3 separate regions of the Mus musculus genome follow, and regions 1 and 3 are each linked to region 2. A link is a contact called in public HiChIP or PLAC-seq and promoter capture Hi-C data. All regions are on one chromosome and are shown on one strand. The core of a region is the stretch at or near the end of the contact, and the rest is flanking DNA. Distances in the headings are between cores, read along the strand shown. Region 1 holds the start of Plec (plectin). Region 2 holds the start of Oplah (5-oxoprolinase (ATP-hydrolysing)). Region 3 has its middle 9.8 kb from the start of Mir1942.

What was found. HiChIP or PLAC-seq counts read pairs in DNA pulled down with a chosen protein or histone mark. Capture Hi-C pulls out chosen DNA fragments and counts their contacts.
Region 1: a contact with region 2 is called in a promoter capture Hi-C map of adipose tissue. The contact joins the promoter of Plec here to the promoter of Oplah in region 2. A contact is called at or near these places in 13 of 39 promoter capture datasets (the C10 cell line, the HPC-7 cell line, cranial neural crest and 9 more), 1 of 15 datasets of contacts at CTCF or cohesin (the NIH/3T3 cell line), 10 of 484 Hi-C or Micro-C datasets (CD8 T cells, Sertoli cells, embryonic stem cells and 5 more), 14 of 115 datasets of contacts at active chromatin or transcription factors (CD8 T cells, the HPC-7 cell line, bone marrow-derived macrophages and 10 more) and 4 of 9 other capture datasets (adipose tissue, bone marrow-derived macrophages, liver and 1 more).
Region 3: a contact with region 2 is called in an H3K4me3 HiChIP or PLAC-seq map of bone marrow-derived macrophages, with 2.2 times the contacts expected there. The contact joins the enhancer-like site here to the promoter of Oplah in region 2. A contact is called at or near these places in 20 of 39 promoter capture datasets (the C10 cell line, the HPC-7 cell line, cranial neural crest and 12 more), 2 of 15 datasets of contacts at CTCF or cohesin (both in the NIH/3T3 cell line), 8 of 484 Hi-C or Micro-C datasets (CD8 T cells, embryonic stem cells, forebrain and 3 more), 17 of 115 datasets of contacts at active chromatin or transcription factors (the 230-238 cell line, the HPC-7 cell line, SST interneurons and 11 more) and 3 of 9 other capture datasets (adipose tissue, liver and pancreatic islet).

What each region holds. Positions count from the first base shown.
Region 1 is chr15:76,204,511-76,207,647 of GRCm38.p6, forward strand. It overlaps Plec (plectin), which reads right to left and starts at 1,811. Exons shown (of 33, transcript NM_001163540.1): 1 at 1,088-1,811. The coding sequence starts at 1,628.
Region 2 is chr15:76,305,333-76,308,603 of GRCm38.p6, forward strand. Oplah (5-oxoprolinase (ATP-hydrolysing)) reads right to left here and starts at 1,957. Exons shown (of 27, transcript NM_153122.3): 1 at 1,896-1,957; 2 at 1,143-1,366; 3 at 867-1,058; 4 at 329-428; 5 at 116-239; 6 at 1-3. The coding sequence starts at 1,313.
Region 3 is chr15:76,223,658-76,227,219 of GRCm38.p6, forward strand. It overlaps a transcript of Plec not described here. Among named protein-coding and RNA genes, the nearest start is that of Mir1942, 9.8 kb to the left of the region's middle. Within about 2 kb of position 1,619, at least 9 of the 459 cell types and tissues checked have an H3K27ac peak or open chromatin away from gene starts, as enhancers often do. A contact at or near this core is called in bone marrow-derived macrophages and macrophages, where this site is marked.

The sequences.
Region 1 (3,137 bases), core at 561-3,060, 100 kb before region 2:
GCCATTCAAATTCCCTGCCCCTTCCAGCTACACTCACCACTCCAACAAGCCACACAAGTCCAACCCAGAAAGACCACGACTGAGGCTTCTGCTCAGGCAGCTGTGCCCCACAGAGGGTCTACCCTCACTCTAGACTCCCTCCCCCACTCCCAGAGAATAAGTCCCTCCCACATACTAAGGCACAAGGAGGGAGGCAGACAGATACCGGGCTGTTCTGATGCCTGCAATACATGGATACTGCTGGAGGTCCTGGGATGCCCTCAGCAGGCATTGAGGACAATGTGCCTCAGGAGAGCCTGCACAGGCATCACACACACCGAGAACACATAAGCCTATCCGAGTCCTGATGGTATAAGGGCTTAAGGGCAGAGGGGGTACCTTCTGGAAACCCCTGGGCCAATGGGTTGTTGTCCCATCCTCTAAGACCTGGTTCCCAGCTGGGGGGAACCAGACCCTCACCCAGACCATGGGCTGGGTCAGCATCCCAATGCCCTGACCTCTGCCCTCCTAGGCAGTGCTCCTGAGCTGTGCCCTTCTTCCCATCTCATCTAGAGCCGCTCCACCTCCAGATCATGGCCAACTCCCAGCAGGCCAAGCACCCAGTCATGGGGGCCCTCAGTACTGCTCATGTAATACAGAATCTTAGCCACTTGGCCATAGGGGAAGACAGACTCAAGCCTCAGTGGACAAGCGGTTTGCCTGAGTCAGTCTCATGCCAGCAGATCTTCTCTACACGCCCACTTCTGAAAAGAGGGGCCCCTAAAGGGTGGGGGAAGGAGGTGGGGGCAAGGGCAAGGACAGTGCCTGAGAGGGGTACAAACACGACTATGCCAACAGCTGGTCCTGCCAGTCTTGGGGCGTTCAGGCCCCGCCCTCACCAGGATTTACCCAGAGGAGCACAAGCCACGTGGGTCCACTGGCTAGAACACCCATCACCCTCCAGCAGAAAGGGCGCCACCTGCTGATATGAACAGAACCATACACACAATGTACTGCCCCCCAGAGCCCACCAGACCTAAGTCCCAACACCAAAAACACCTACAGTCACTTCCCATCCCTCACGGCCTGGAGCCAAAATTCAGCTGACCTGTGGCTGGGGCAGGCTCCGGACCTGGTCTGGCCAGGGTCCCCACGGTGGTGGCAGACACCACAGGGGTTTCAGGTGCCCCCTCCTCACGCTCCTTCCTGCGATAGACCTGCCGCTCCTCACGGGCAGGGTCCTCAGCTGGCAGAGGCCCCCTCTTTGGTGGGCAGCCTAGGGGACCTTGCATGGTCTGCACATGGGGGGAGCGACGACGTGCAGGTATCACCATGGCGACAGGGCGGCGCACACGCTGCAGAGAGGCAGGTACAATCTCCGGTGGCAGGTGTAAGTACTGGCGTAGGTGGTCAATGCCCTCGTTGGTCAGGTACCAGTAGAAGTGGCACCAGGCAAAGGTCTCCCGCACCAGGCCCCGAGCTTTCAGTGAAGCCATGGCACGCATGACCTGTAGATTGGTGACGCCGGGCACATGGGGATGCAGGCTGCGGGGTCGCCGGTCCTTCTTGGCAACCATCACCCCCTCACGGAAGAGCACCTCATAGATGGCCCGTAGCCGGTCCAGCGGCATGAGCATGCCAGCCACCATGGCTGCTGGAAGCCTGCCGGTCAGCACAGGGTGAGGACAGCAGGTGGGGCACAGCCAGGAGGCTGATGAAGCTCCTTTGGCACAAGATGCAGCAGGGGCCACTGGCAAACAGGCAGGCAGGCTCCGGTTCTAAGCACAAGGGCGCAGGCTCAGGGGCAGTGCGGCTCCAGAGCCTTGCTCTGTGAATTCCTGCGCCGGCAAGGCTGCCTGTCTGAGCCTCCCGCCTGCCCGCCCTCCAGGACGCCTGGGCCGGCCCCCTCTGACTCAGCAGCAGGGCCGGTCCCTCCCACCCACTACTGGCGGGGGCCCCTTGAAGAGTGGGGGGCACCAATAAACTGCCCCTCCCCACCCGGGCCACATAGCTCCAATGTCAGAAATTACATGTGTTTCTAAAACACTTGTTCAAGGTTCTCAAGACTGTGTGAAGGCAGGACGGAGTGTAATATGGATCAAGAATCAACCCCGCCCCCCTCAGAAGAGAACAGATGGGCAGAAAACAGGGAGCAGAGAGAGCAGGAGGGTCCTCATAAGGACAGCACCCCCTCACTGTGATCTCAGGGTGAGGTGAGGTATCATCTGTCCATAGCTATCTAAAGGAGGGGTTGCGCAAAGTAGAAAACTAAAAGAATCCAAGGGAGGAAGATTAGGGTATGGAGAAGAATCTGGGGTGTGGTGGTGGCCAGAGACCTGAAGGAGAAGAGTGGGAGGAGCTGCCAGGACGCACAGACAGTTGGCGGCAGGCACCACTGCCGCTGTCCATCAGAAAAGGAAAGGGACAGTACTGTGCCCCTCTCACCAGATGACCATGGAACGTAACACTTCCACGACAGGCTAGATTAGGGTGGGTCCAGAAACAAAGCCACTTTCCAGTCCAAGACCTCTGAAGAGAGCTCTGGGTGAGGCCTCTTTCCTCCCACACCTTCAGTGCAGCTGTTGGACGCCAGGGACTCCCAGCTGCCATAGGGAATCAAAGTCACCAAGTCCCTAACACCCCAGGCTTGGTGGCCCTGACATCCAAAAATTCCCTACCCCCAGGCAGCCTGAGTGTCCACTTGTGGCCGGAGGGGCAGGTGCTGTGGAGAGGACACGAGGACACCAGCAGGAACTGAAGTGAAAGGAAGAGGACTGAGCTCATGCCCTAAGGGCTGCCTAGCACAGCTGTCACCTCTGCTGGGCCCTCACAACCGAGGGTCCCACACGCATGTAGCCTGTGCTGGGTGCCACCACCCAATACTCCAACTCTCCCTGTGGTGCCGCACCAAACCCCCCATGCCATTAAGGCTCTCCCTGAATGGACACACCCATTCCCACCAAGCACTGCAACCCCAGGAACTGATTATAAATAGGGCGGAGGCGGGGGATCCTGCGGTGGGAGGCGCTGGCCAGAGGCAGGCGGGCAGCCAACAAAGCAGTGCGTGGGGCGGGTTTATGGGCTGTCGCCATGGTGCCCCAGCAGACTCCAAACATACAGACACAGACCGGTGGCGGGTGGAAACTCTGAAGGCTCAG
Region 2 (3,271 bases), core at 707-3,206:
CACCTACAACGAGAACCCAGGGTTTGGGTGGGGGGGACTCTGTGCCTCCCACCCAACACCTTTCCAGCTTTCCTCTAGATCCAGTCTCCACGCACGGGAAACAGCCCTCACTCACGTGTACGAATGCATGAGTACCACTGCCAGGCTGTGAATGCCCCGAGTCAAGAGCCCCTCCAGCTTCCCACGCAGGGCTGCCAGATCCACAGGCTGCTGTATCTCTAGCAGGTCCCCTGTACAGCCTGAAACAAGCCCAAAGCCCCCATTCAAAAAAATTGCCAGGCTCTGCCTACCCCAAGAACCTCACACAGGATGTCAGCACCATGCGCACCTTTGACGGGAGAGCCGGCACCGGGTTCTCCACGATACAGCAGCACTCGCTCGTCCACCTCCACGACCTCCTCATACAGTACCTCTGGCATGGGCACAGCCTGAGGGCAGGCAGAGGCTCAGAGGAGACCCCGGCCTGAGTGGTCTATGGGGTCCTGCATGATGTCGCAGTGCGGGCCAAGGGGATGTGTTCCAAAAAGCTAGGAGACAGTCAAAATGGCCCAGCAAGGTCCACCCAGAAGGCTTCTCTCTGTACCCAAGCCCAAGCCCTTAAGAACTAGAGAACCAGCACCCTACCTCAAGAGGGCAGCTTCTTCCAGGAATTCAAAGGTGGAACTTCTATGTTCTCACCTTGAACTGGCAGAGTATTCCCATGCCAGTCTGGAAGTATGAGGACACGGGTCCTGCTAGCAGTGCTCAGTCTCCTTAAGGCCTACTAGCCACCATTGCTTCACAGACCTCCCCACAAGACCTTGGCTGGGGGAGGGGAAAGAGTGCACAAGCTTCACCTAATGCCCAGTTGGCACGGGAGAGCTCACCAGGTCAAAGAGGTCTGGGCGGGCCTGAGTGCCAATATGCAGCAGGTCTCGGAAACCGCGAGTCACCAGCAGTGCCACCCGTTCTCCCTGCCGTTCCAACAGAGCATTGGTGGCCACGGTGGTACCCATGCGGATGCTGGCGATGTGACTGGTGTCTAGCGGCCGGCCTCGGGGCAGCAGCACACCCCTCTCCTGGGGACCACATAGTCAGGGGGAGAACCTCAGGTTGGGGTCTCCCTAACACCTCCCCTCTGCCCGCCACTGGCCCTGGCCCACCTGCTCTAGAATTCGGCGGATGCCCTCTGTGGGTGCGTCTGCATAGTTGGCAGGATCCTCTGAGAGCAGCTTCAGGACACGTACATGCCCTCCTGGGCACTGGGCAAAGACATCTGTAAAGGTGCCACCACGGTCGATGGCAAAATGGAAGCGCTCTTCTGGGCTGCCCATGATGTTGAAGCTGGAGTCCAGCAGTGGCTCTTCGGCTGGTAGCCCTGGGAGAACTGGACAGAAGAGCCTGTCACTGGGAGTGAGGGGGGTTGGGGTTATTACTGAGGGGGGGCCAGGTTTCTAAGAAGAGGCTGGGATGGGAAACAAATGGATCCCGAGTCTAGAAGGTGCCCTGGGGAGGAGTCATAGAGTAGCTCTGGGTTTGGCAGGAGCTGCAGGACCCAGTCATAGGGTGGCCAGAGTAGAGTCAGAGCCAGGCAAGCCCAAATGCCAGCCACTGTCCCGGTGGCACAGGTCTGAGAGTCCTGCTGCCGATGGAAAGCCAGTACTTGGATTAGAGATAAAAGGACCCCGGAGCCCTTTCTTGCGGGAGGAGCCTGGATTCTTTCCTCAGGGAAAGGCACCCGAGTTAGGCTGGGCAGGTAAGAAATAGCTCCACTCCCCACTCTGCTCAAGTTTCCTGGCCCAGGCTTTATAGTCACTGGAACCCTACAGAATCTGTACAAGAGTGGGGCGAGGCTGAAAAGAGCGGAGGTACAGCGGAGCCCTCAGGGGGAAAGTAGGAAAGGCGGTAGCACAGACCCCACCAGCAGCCGAATCCGCTCTAGTCTTGCTTGTGTCCCGCTGCGCTTCCCGAAGGCCCTGCCCCCACCTCGGGGTGGGGCCTGGAGAAACACACCCCCACTCCCAACACACACACACAAACACAGACACACAAGCCTGGCGTGCCTGGCCCTCCGGATTACGTAATTGCGGGCCGGGCCTGAGCACCTCCTCCTTCGCCCAGAGCGATCCACGGATTGAGGGACTGAGTGGCCCTTGCCAGCAGGGGCGGACCCAGCGCTTTGGCTCAAGGGCACCTTGATTCTCGGAATTGCTGAACCTCTCTGCAAGTTCTGGGTCGCCGAAAGTGGACGCCCTTGATACCCAACTTCAGGTCTCTAAGTAACTGGTTGTACCCTAATGTAACAACATTTCTGATGTAGTCAGACTGTTCCCCAGAGTGGGAGGACCTGAGGCAGGAGATGGGTTGGGTGGAAAGGACCCGGCAAGGAACAAGGGAAGGTAGGAGGGCCTCTTATTCAGCAGCAAAGTGGCACAAAGATCAAGAGGCCTCTGCACACATCCCACAATCAACCCTTCAGTGTAAAAAAATGGCTCAGTACACCTAAACCCTCATGTGTCTCTCCTGTAGTGACACCAACAGACATTTGGAACTGGTGTTCCCCCTCACCGAGGACAACTGGTTAAAGTCTCCGTGTCCTCTACTCTCTTTCTCTCTCTCTCTCTCTCTCTCTCTCTCTCTCTCTCTCTCTCTTCTCTCTCTCTCTCTCCAGGGTTTCTCTGTATAGCCCTGGCTGTCCTGGAACTCATTTTGTAGACCAGGCTGGCCTCGAACTCAGAAATCTGCCTGCCTCCCAAGTGCTGGGATTCAAGGTGTGCACCACCACCGCCCAGCAACCCTCTTGTTTATTTAGTCAGTCTGTAAGTGGGCTTGATTCCAAGGAGAACGTGCATAGACAGAGGAGGCCCCAGGACAACCAAGACTTATAAGCAAGGAGAGTCAGAATTGGTTTCTTGCTTTGCTGTTCCTAGAGGGGTTTTAGCCCCAGGAAAGCAGATCTTCCTTACTAGGCCAGCATTTCTATTCTTTCTATGACAGAGTCCAGGGAGCCTCAACTGTGCTGGTTGGAAGTCAGAGCCTTTACAAGCAGAGTAGAGGCTGGGCTCAAGTCAGGCCTGAGCCATTTAGCATCCAAGTGAAGGGGCATGGGCAGGTCAAACTATTAGCCATGTGTGGTGGTGATGCTGACCTTCAAGGGTGGCTCCTAAGACTGTAGGAAATCAGTTGAACCCAAAGGCCTTTCCCCATGTGCTAGGCCAAGTATCAGACAGCTTAGGGCACACACCCAAATCCCCCATTCTAAGTACACTGCTGGCTCTCAAGGCCCACTTGG
Region 3 (3,562 bases), core at 369-2,868, 82 kb before region 2:
TAGCGTAATAACCTTTTAAAGTAAGTTCAATGTCCATCTAAGGATCAAGTAAACAAAGAGTCATGCTTCCAGGTAACAGAGTATTTTGTAATCATTTGAAACCATGAGACTGTTGATGACACTCAATAGGGGAAAAAAAATCTTTGCAACAAATCATGCTGGGACAGCAGGATAGTCACACACTAAAGTAGACACCTACTTCATGTCACACACAAAATGAACTCAAACAGACCAAAGGCCTCCACATAAGAACTAAATACAGCTCTGCTCTGAACACTGCCTGCTCTTTGGATGACACAGGTTCAAGTCCCAGCATTTACAAAGCAGCTGACAACCAGCTGTAACTCTAGTCCTGGGTGAACTGATGCCATCTTCTGGCCTCTACAGGCACTGCACACACACGGTGTACGTACAAGCAGGCAGCATACTCAGAAACTGAATTTTTTTTTTAAATATTAATAAGCTAAATATATACGGCTAGAAGTGTAGCTCAGTGGTGACTGCTCACCTCTCATGTGTGAAGCCTTGGATCCAATCCCAGAACCACAAAAATAAGTAAATAAATAGTACAACAAACAGCAAGTGTAAAAGTAAGAATAAGAACGGGACTGGGGGGGGGGGGGTCGGTTCAGTGGTTAAGCTCACTGGCTGCTCTTCTAGAGGTTCTGAGTTCAATTCTCGGCAACCACATGGTGACTCGCAACCATCTGTAACAGGATCTGATGCCCTCTTCTGGTGTGTCTGAAGACAGCTACAGTGTACTCACGTATATAAAATAAGCCTTAAAAAAAAAAATTCCAGGCTGGGCAGTGGTGGCGCACACCTTTTATCCCAGCACTTGGGAGGCAGAGTCAGGTGGATTTCTGAGTTTGAGGCCAGCCTGGTCTACAGAGTGAGTTCCAGGACAGCCAAGGCTACATAGAAAAACCCTGTCTCGAAAAACCAAAAAAAAAAAAAAAAAAAAAAAAAAAAAAAAAAAAAAAAAATTCCAGAAAAAGAAGAAGAGGGAGAGGGAGAAAGAGCAATAAGCAAAAATGTTTCTAGCTTTGGTTAGAGCAATGGTTTCTTAGATATAACATGTAAAGCATGGCCAACAAAAAATGAATGAACGAAAGAATGAATAAATAAATAAATCAGATATATAATAATAATGAAAACTTAATACACTTTTTGAGCTGGGAAGACAGCTCAACAGATAGAGGCACTTCCCACCAGGCAGAGGGACTGAGTTCAATCCCTGATACCCACGTGGAAGGAAAGACGCAAATGCCACACATTGTCCTTTAACCTCCACATGTTCACTATGACGCATGCTTGCCCCACCCAACAGACAGCAAGTGTAAAACTCCTCAGTTAAAAATACTTTCTCAGAACTTAAGTATCCAAAAGATCCTTCAAGAAATTAGAAGGGCACCTAGCCTGCTGAAGGCCCTGGGTTCCACGCACCACTCCACAAAAGGAAAAAATAAGTAGAAAAATTAATAGGCAGGCAGTGCAAAGAGGGGAGGAAATACACTGAAGACATTAGAAACATCATGCGGTGATATTGGGAGAGTAGAATACTTCAGCTCCTGTGGAAAACCATCTGGCAGTTCCTCAAACAGTTAAATATAGAATGACCACATGACCCAGCGACTCCACTGCAAGTCATCTACCCAAGAGAAAGCTACAAATGCACACACAGATGTGCGTGCGAGTGCTAACACACCATTCGTCATAATAATCCAAATGGAAATGTTGCTGTATCCATAAAGTGAAATATTCTACCGTGGTGGCGTATGTCCGGAAACTATGCTCCGGAGGTGAAGGCAAGAGGATTGTGAGCTCAAGGCCAGTCAGGGTTATACTGTATGATCCTGTCCCAAAAGAGAGGGTGGGGATAAAAGGGAGGTGGATAAGATACTGGTATGTGTGAGAGAAGGCCGACTCGAACAGGAGGAGTCCATTTAGATGAAATGGCCAATCCAGAATCTCTAAGAGCTGAGAGCAGAGTGGTTACAATAGCAGGGGACAGGGGGTGAGATGTTCTGGAACTGACTATGATGGATATACAACTCTGCAGATGTACAACTCTGCAGATATGCTAATACATACAAAAAAGACACAATTGTACACACGTGTGTGTGTGTGTATAGATTTTTTTTTTCGAAACAGGGTTTCTTTCAAATTTAGAGACCTGCCTGCCTCTGCCTCACAAGTGCTGGGATGAAAGGCGCACACAACTACCGCCTGGCGAATTGTACACTTTACATAAGTCAACTGTATTATGACCTGTGAAATGCATCTAAACACTAAGCATGGGGTCAACAGAATAAGGGCTAACAAGGAAAGCCAGTGTCTCCAGAGGTCATCAGAGTCGGGAGGACTCCGAGTACAGGAAGCTCTGTCTCCCTCTCGCCAGCTCCTCCCCTCCTCTCCCCTACCTCACAGACATCGGCACCAGGCACCACCACCTTACTACTTTTCTTTAAGGTAGTTCTATTGTGCCAGACTCTTTTATTTAGTGTTTGCCTTTCCACAGTTGAGAGATCTCAAGTCCTCTCCCAAGAGCCCCAAACAACTGGCAGCCCTTACCCTTGCCAGCTGAATGCTACTGTTAGTCACCGTTCATCCGTGCAAACACCCTGCGAATGCAAGCTGGGGGGCGGGGGGAGTGCTGGTGCCAGGGACGAAGATAACAGAGCTCAGAGTCCAGTATAGAGAAGGACAGGAACACAGGAGAGGGTACCACCCACAGCAGTACCAGGTCGGCCACAGCCTTCAAAGGAGCTTGCCCACCCCCACCCCCGTCTTGCTGTAGACATAGGGACATAGCTCCCGGCCTCTTTTCAACCCACCTTTCCCTCAGCCTGGTGTGGATCTCTCTCACACAGATACTTCTTGCAGATTCCCATCCCCCAATCCTTACCCACTCACCAAGAGCGCTCACCCCTGCCTCCATTCTCATGCTTTCTGCCCCGACGACGAGGCAGTGTGGCCAGCACGCTGCCAGCCACGCTGCCTGGCACTATATCGTTCCCATAAGTGACAGGGTAGGCCTCGAAGGTGCTGCTCATCTCCACCCTAAACTGTGCCCTGCCTCATACTTGGGGGTGGAGGAGGACTCAAGCTTTTTCTTCTTTACCAAACATCCCCATCTCTGTATCCTTTAATTATCCCCTCTCCCTCAAAACTTCCTGGGAGCCATTACAAAGCAGGCTCAGGGAAGCAGAGGTCAGGATACCTCTCAGAGGTGGACCAACTAGCAGGATACGTCATCAGCCCACTGATGCAGCAAGGGTGCTGGGCTGGGTTAGGCACCCAGAGCTCTCTAGCCACAAGCCCCATCTGTTTCCAACTCAGCAGGGATCTCCACAGATAGGAGGCAGGGTAGAGTGGGAAGACGGTGGAACTCAAGTAGACAGGAAGTTTAGAAAGTTTTAGGAAAAGCATTGCCCTGTGGGAAAGGCTGGGGATTTCCAGGCAGGAATGACTCTGGGGAAGAGGCCTGGGAGGCTGTAAATAGGAATGGAGGTCAATGGGATGAGAGTCAAAGGTGAAGGCAGCATCTCTTTAAAGGCTA